2 separate regions of the Mus musculus genome follow, and region 1 is linked to region 2. A link is a contact called in public HiChIP or PLAC-seq data. All regions are on one chromosome and are shown on one strand. Each heading gives the region's core, a stretch centred on a gene start, on an enhancer-like site or on the middle of the called end of the contact. The rest is flanking DNA. Distances are from core to core; before and after follow the strand shown. Region 1 overlaps Crybg1 (crystallin beta-gamma domain containing 1). Region 2 overlaps Rtn4ip1 (reticulon 4 interacting protein 1).

Region 1 (3,845 bases), core at 712-3,211, 150 kb before region 2:
CCAATAGTGCCACTCCCTGGGCCAAGCATATTCAAACCACCACACCCTTGAACTGTGCTTTTTCTATTGTTTCTACTGGGTCTCTCCATTGTAGGACTTGGGTCTGTTACTTCATACACAGCTTCAGCTTCCTTGCCCAGTATCTTATGGTCATCTGAGAGAGATGCAATGCTGACAAACAGTCCTCTAACTGAAGGTGACTGGGGATACAACTCACAACCACGCTGGCTGGTGTCAGTCTGAGTTTCTGAGCACAGTGCCAAATGGGACTGAGAGCAGATCGAAATGTCTTGCTGTATATCCCTTCAGTCCTCCATTTCCTTGTGCTTTTATTTTTTTCTCAACCTTTTAAACCTCACACTCCATTCCATTATAATTTTGCTTCTTACTACCCTAAAATGGAAATCAGTCATATAGGAATCTTGAACCCTTCCTTCTGCCACCAACATACCTTCATTTGTACCCTTTTCCCAACTCTGCTCCTTTACCAGGGGTGCCCATGCTCCTGTCCAAAGCCAGACCTCCACACTGTGTTCTTGGCTCCATACTCTCTCTGTTGCTTAAGGATTTCTTTGGGCCATTCCCACATCATTAGCTGTCTGCACCCATGGCATCATTCCTACCCCAAGTCTGCTGTCATGTCCACTGTCTTTTGCAGACACTCACTCTTTCTAGACCCAACATCTCATTTCTCTGACCCTCTTACAGAAAACCTGGACAAAAGGATTGTTGATGCTACTGTCTCCTTCACCCCTTAAATCCACCCCCATCTCACCCCTCTGAAGCTTCCTGCAAGCCTCCTGAGGTCACCAACGGGTGTGGCACTGTTTTCTTGCCCAGGCTCTATACAAACCAGGAAAGCTCAGGTGTCTCTGCTTGAGCACAGCCTGCCCCTGGGAAAGCAGAGAAGAATGCCCCTGGCTCCCAAGAGGAAGAGGTTGAGCAAGCCTGCCAGGTGAATTCTGCTCACACTTGCCAACCAGGACAGTTTCTGTCTCCATGGAGGCGGAGTGGGGAGCTGGGTCCAGAGTCCCGCCCGTGATTTCTTTCTATGGGCTAAGGAAACAAAGGGGGCTGACATTTATTCCAGGCTGTCAAGTTCATGTTTTGACCTCATTGTAAAGTGTCCACATGCTTTAACACAGTTCCTTCTTTAACACGGTTGCCAGCTCCTTCCTTGGTGTTCTGCAAGGCAAATGCCTTGCATTTACTTGGCAGCTGGGTTTATAGTTTTGGAGGGTGAGTCCATGAGCATAGGTGGCAGGGAGCATGGTGGCAGGCAGGTGGGCATGGCATCTGATCATCTAGCTGAGATCTCACATATGATCATCTGGTTGCAGGGGATTGTGGGGAAGTAGAGGGAGAGATAGACAGAGACAGACAGAGAGACTGCACCTACTGAGCTTTTGAAACCTCAAAGCCCACTCCAAGTGACACACCTCCTAATCCTTTCAAACAGTTCATCATCATCATCATCAAGAATATGAGCCTGTGGGTACTTTCTCATTCAAATTACCACAGTGTTTCACTCTGTAGCTCTGGTTAGCCTAGAACTTCCAACGGGCTGGGATTAAAGATGCATACCAGCATGCCTGACATGCCTACACCCCTTTCTTTGATCCTATGTATCTTCAACTGGTTTCAAGCTCACTGTGTAGCCAGAGATGATCTTAAGCACTAATCCTCCTTCCTTCACCTCCCAAGGACTGAAATTACATAGGTATGTGCCACCACACAGGGTTTCTTGTCTTTCTAACATAACATGCCCAAAACCCCACTCCTGAATTTCCCCCATATTCTCCTCCCCGTGTTCTCCATCTTGGTAAATCTGAATGGCATGATGACTCAGGAAGAGTTTTATAACTGCCATGGAAAACATTCCACTTGGAGGCATGTCTAGGACCTGGAGGCATGGCTCAGTGGAAGAGTGTCTGTTTACAGTGCATAGGTCTTGGCTCAGCTCCCAGTTCTACTCCCTCATCCTGCAGTCCGCATGCCTAGGGTCTGACTATCTTTTAACATCTCCATGCTGTCAAGCTAGCCCATCCTGTCATCTCTAGGTTGTATTCTTCCCATGTCCTGCTGGTTTGCACCCCTCCTTTCACCCATGCTCCTCATGATTTGGCCTCTAAATACATACCAAAGTTATACCTAATGTACTTTTGGTTTGGGGGTTGGGAGTTTGTAGGTATGTGTTTGAGGGACAGCCTCCCTCTATAACTAAGGCTCGCTTGGAACTCACTGTGTGGCCTAGGCTGGCCTTGAACTCATGACAATCCTCCTGCCTCAACCTCCTAATGCTGGGATTACAGGCATGAACCACCATGCTGAGCTTTGTTTACATCTTAGGAGGGTGCTGTTATACTGTCAGCACATTTCCTAGTGAAGAATTGAGTCATAACAACAGAGAGATTCTTTAGCCCAGACACCATCAAATGCAGCACAGAGCTGTTCTGACACCAAATTACATTCCCATTTTAAGGACATTGGAAATGTTTGTTATGAAGCAAGGGTATCCGTCCTTTGGTCCATTGTACTCCAGTGATGTATAAAGCATCATTTTGAATTCTAGACAAGCCTGGCAAGCCTGAGAGGGCTTGAAGGATACCTGTGGCAGTGTTCAATCAGGTTATCTGAGGGCTAACAGCTTCTCTGGCTTTTTACCAAAGGTGGTGGTTTGAATAGATTTGGCCCCCATAAATTTATGTTTGAATGCTTGGCCATAGGGAGTGGCACTGTTGGGAGGTGTGGCCTTATTGGCGTAGATGTGGCCTTCTTGGAGGAAGTGTATCACTATGTAGGCGGGCTCTATATTCCAGTTCCTCCCAGTGTGGAATCAGAACCTCCTCTTGGTTGCCTGCAGAAGTCAGTCCCCTTCTGTTGCCTGTGGATGAAGATGTAGGACTCTTTGCTTTCCTGGCATTGTGTCTACCTGCATGCTGCCATGTTTCCTGCCATGATGATAATGGATTGAATCTCTGAAACTGTAAGCTAGTCCCAATGAAATGTTTTCCTTTATAACAGTTACGTTGGTCATGGTGTCTTTTCACAGCATTGAAACCTAAGATACCAAATGAATGGGTATTCTTTCCCTTGTTTGTTAGTGTAGGATGTTCAATGATGCTCTAAAACAAAGCTGAGCTGGCTGTGAGCCTGGTTGTAGAACAGCTTCTCTTGTGGAGGTTTTCAGTGTTTTAGACTTAGGGGAATAGAAACACTCATTTGTAAGCCTGCTGGAGGTGGTGGCCTTGAAACTTCACTCTTTGACAACAGTGTGTCTCTTACATTTTCTTCTATTTCCTGTTTTTGTGTGGGCTATATCACCACTTACAGCTTGACAATCAGGATTATGTTCTCTTTGAAAAATGAAAAGATGTCACATGCTCAGGGTGGAGGGATGCTTTAGGGGGCACAGGGGGACAGGCATTGTTGGCCACAAAGAGGGTAAGTGAACCTCCAGAGTTTACAGAGCACTGATCCAGAGGAGTCGTTATAACCTCATGTTGGGCCTTGGACCCCTTTTGTATAAGAGAATCTCTTTTGGGAACACACAATAAACTAACAAAAGGATAAACCTCTAAGCTGTATGCAGAGACTTTCCCCTTGTCCTCCTGAGGTTACATAAGTGGGCACCATCATTGAAACACAAATGGAAGTTGAATTGCATATAGAATCCTCAGTATCACTGAAACCAAAACTGTGGCTTTTCCTTTTAGCTGTTATTACAAGGCACATTCCTCTCTAAAGAAAGAAAGAAACTAAATAATGGAACTGTCTTATACTACAGATCTCAGTTTTACAACTTCTAGTATGCCTACAAGTAAATTCCTTGATCTCTGAGCTTT
Region 2 (3,783 bases), core at 929-3,428:
TTCTATTTTATTTACTAAAGTGTGGTTGCGCGTGTGTGGTCATGTGTGGTTATGTGTGTGGTTGTGTGTGTGTGGGTGTGTATGTGTGACTGGTGTGGGTGTAGATCAGTGCCCTATCTGGTATATGTAGAAATCAAAAGACAACTTTTAGGAAGTGGCTCTCTCCTATCCTGCCTACACATGGGGCTGAAGACATGGCTCAGCAGTTAAGAGCACTGGCTGCTACTCCAAAGGGTCAATTTCCAGCACCCACATGGCAGCTCACAATTGTCTGCAACTACAGTTCCAGGGACTCTAACACCCATACACAAACAGAATGCAGGCAAAACACTAGTGCACATAAAATAAAACTAAATATCAAGGCTGGCATGAGACTTGCTTGGCAAATGCTATTACACTGAGCCTTCCCACCAGGCCTCTGTTACTTTATAACTCTGTAAGCTATGGTCTGTTAGCCTCTCTTCTGCACGCCTGCACCCCTGGCCTCACAGCCCTTTCTAGCCTTCACCTGCAGGAGCTCTCCCTCTGTGCTACTCCAGGAACGACCGAGCCCTTCTCAAATGTACTTACTACAGCTGAGCACAAGGCTCTGACGAGTTCCCTGCTGTACAGGAAGGAGCACACAAGCACAGCTTGTTTTCTCATCTTAAACATCTGCATATACATTTAGTCAGAGCAGAAAGCATCTGTGCATAGACCTCATCTTTATACATCTATAATACCAACATGTACAATACCGACACATAGGCACTAACGGAAAAGCAGTGAGGTAGGAAGCAAGAGTCCTGTGTGAGCTCTCTGGGCCTTGGGAATTCCTTCCTCTCAGCAGCAGCAGCAGCAGCAGCAGCAGCAGCAGAAGAAGAAGAAGAATGCTAACCATGTACAGGCTGAGGAACGCCAGCCCAGCCACCTCAGAGGGTCTGGGTACTGCCAGCTATCTGTACAGTGCCTCAGTACTGACAGAAGCCTCCTGAGAGCAGGTCCCAGCAACACCCTCTCTCTGCAGAAATCCACCTCAATTCCTCCTCCCAAATGTCCAGCAGACACAGTCACTGTCCCTGGCCACCTCCCTGAACAGCTTCTCACAGCTCCACTGACAAGGATCAGCTGCCACGAGGCACACCCTGACTCAGAGCCTGAATGAGTCTCTTCCTCTGACAAAGGATGAGAAGGTTTAGGACATTCAGGTGCATCTGGTGCAATTTCCTCTGATGTGACTGTCAGAGCTCAGGCTCCCCAGAGATGAAGATTCTTCTGTACCCACGAGTCTGCAAGCCCAGAGTCACAGCACAAGTGGGAAGCACCGTCACTGTTGGAGGGAGGGAAGCCCCCAAGTTACAAACCTTCGGGTAGGTGATGGTCCTTTCTTCTGACATTCTGCAGCACAGAGCTGAGTTACTGTGCCGAGTGGCAGGACTCAACTGATGTCACTGCCGCTGCTCTCTCTACTGCACAGGCCTGTCACTGCCTGTCACTACCATCTGATGATTTTCACCTCCACCCAGGAAGGAGCAGAAAGGTGGCCAGGGATTACAGTGAGTTATCACAACTGAACCCTAACCTTCCTTCCACACGTCAGCTGAAGAGCTGGTCTCTAAAGCTGCATTCAGCCCCCCAAGATGACAGATGAAGTGAGAGACTGCTTATAGAGAGTACTACTAACTGATGACTGCCAGCACTGAGCAGGACCCCAGACCGTTGCACAGCACTGCAGAAACATGCTAAGGGCTGAGCTGCCTCCTCTCATAAGAGAAAGGAAGGCACTGGGCCGTGTTGTGTTCCACATGAACTCTAAACCCTTCACTCCCCTGAGAGCTCCAGGGACACGTTACCCAATGCCATTTAGTTCATAAATGGATGGCCTGCAAGCATACGGAAGACATTCCCCAGAGCCTCTTGGTACAGTGCAATCAGACTGAGTACGTTCCAGAAAGGTATGTACACACTTCTGAGGGAATATATGACCTTTTTTTGCTTTATTCGTATACACGAGACACTACCATCCACATAGCCCTGCCTTCTTCAAAGCTCACAAAGCCTCCTGCCTGTAAATCACTAGATTAGAGCAGGCTCACAAACAGCCTCCACTCCAGAATCCATTGCCTGAGCCATCAAGCCAGCCTCACTTCAGTGCCCTCTGCCAAAGCCACAGAAGCTGACCTGTTGACTGGGCAACTTGTGGTGTCTGTGCACTTTAATCTGACTGGGCAGGCCCTTTGTGACAAAGAGCAGGAAAGGGCTGACCACGGCATAATGAGTCATTTATCAATTCCCGTAAATGACAATGGGGAAAAAAGGCTTTCAAACTACAGTCAAGCAAATGCCCCCAGTGGTTGGATCTGTGACAGTATGGGGAGATTAGCTGCATAATGTGAGACGGTGTCCACGCACAGCCACACACTGGACCTAGAATGCCTGTCTGTTAAAGACAAAGGGATCAGAGTTAACTCCAGAGAGGGGACAGAAAGGTTACTCACAGTGAAGTGGGACATTATGTGATGACACAGCTATAGTGCATTTGGCAAGGGGAGCCCAGTTATAAAGCAGGCAAAGCCACACTTCCCACTACATAGGCACCTCAGACACTCAGGGCTCACAGGTGACCAGGAAACAGCAGCAGCCCTTACTCAGTGTGGGAGCCACATGTGGGGTCTCCTGAGCGCACTTCCCTCCCTTAAACAGAACCCAGGATCTAGCACTTGCCGCCTGGCATCCTTTTAAGATGGGACCCTCCCTAGGTATGAGCTCACCACGCACAGCATTGCTGCTTAGCAGCCACTGGGCAAGCCTTTGAGGGGCAGGAAGAGCTACAGGGGATGAGTGTTTGAGTATTTACAACACGAAGCTGAAACCCAAGTGCTCCAGTAGTCCATGCAAAGCCAAAGGATTCAGGATTACAGCCAGAGTGAGGACCTGGGGTCCTTGACTGTGCTGCCAGATGACATGAAGGTGTTTGGGGAGTTAGTCTGTCCACTTTTCCCAAACTCCACAGCCTCGTCCTCTGCAGGCACATCCCCTAGGCACAGAACTGAAATTTTCAGAAGGTAAGGTACATGAGGACAGACCAACAGATGGCAGATAGCAAGGAAGACTCAAGAGCTCCTGGCATGAGTCCAAATCCACACCCCTGGAATGCCAACAGGACCATAGTCCCAGGGCCATGGCTGGGATGGCCACCCCCAGTTTCTGTTAGCCCAGGACTTCCCAGGCCTGTCAATGTCAATGTCAGGAGGAAGGTGGTTCTCAATCTCCAGGGATAATAAGACAACAGGAAGAGGGGAGTTTTGTTCCAGCTTGCTGTTTCTCAGGCACTTCCTGTGCTCAGAAAGGAACATTAAAGGAGCAGGATGGTGGGTGAAGCTGTGCTCCAAGAGAACAGACGTACCCACCAGGAGAGCGTCCAGAAAGCAGTCCCTTCCAGCCAGGCAAGTGGAAGAAACAGTTCCAAGAGCTTGGTAATAAAAATCAGCAAAGCCAGCATGATGGTCACATATGTGACCCCAAAGCCAGGGGCTAGGTGTGAGAGCATATTAATTCAAGGGCAGCCTGGGCTACGTACTGAGACCTGGAACCTTGTTTAAAAAAACAAACACAAAAAGCAAAAACCAAGGCAAAAATAAACAAGAAAATAAAAAGAGCCCAGAAGCATCGAGCCTACAGGATGAGATGCTGGGGTATCTGGTAAGCTTTTCGAGTGGTTGTCAGGATCCAATGGAGCAGGATCCAGCCACAGTATGAAGCTTGAGGCTTGGATCATGGTCTACTATTAAGGTAGCTTGGCCA

Evidence for each region. HiChIP or PLAC-seq counts read pairs in DNA pulled down with a chosen protein or histone mark.
Region 1: an HNF4G HiChIP or PLAC-seq map of pancreatic cancer cells shows a contact between it and region 2. The contact joins two enhancer-like sites. A contact is called at or near these places in 2 of 484 Hi-C or Micro-C datasets (bone marrow-derived macrophages and liver), 1 of 115 datasets of contacts at active chromatin or transcription factors (pancreatic cancer cells) and 2 of 9 other capture datasets (adipose tissue and liver).

Annotation. Positions count from the first base shown.
Region 1 is chr10:44,093,092-44,096,936 of GRCm38.p6, reverse strand. The region is part of intron 1 of Crybg1 (crystallin beta-gamma domain containing 1); the gene reads left to right. Among named protein-coding and RNA genes, the nearest start is that of Crybg1, 54 kb to the left of the region's middle. Within about 2 kb of position 1,961, at least 21 of the 459 cell types and tissues checked have an H3K27ac peak or open chromatin away from gene starts, as enhancers often do. A contact at or near this core is called in pancreatic cancer cells, where this site is marked.
Region 2 is chr10:43,942,351-43,946,133 of GRCm38.p6, reverse strand. The region is part of intron 8 of Rtn4ip1 (reticulon 4 interacting protein 1); the gene reads right to left. Among named protein-coding and RNA genes, the nearest start is that of Gm40636, 24 kb to the left of the region's middle. Within about 2 kb of position 2,178, at least 51 of the 459 cell types and tissues checked have an H3K27ac peak or open chromatin away from gene starts, as enhancers often do. A contact at or near this core is called in pancreatic cancer cells, where this site is marked.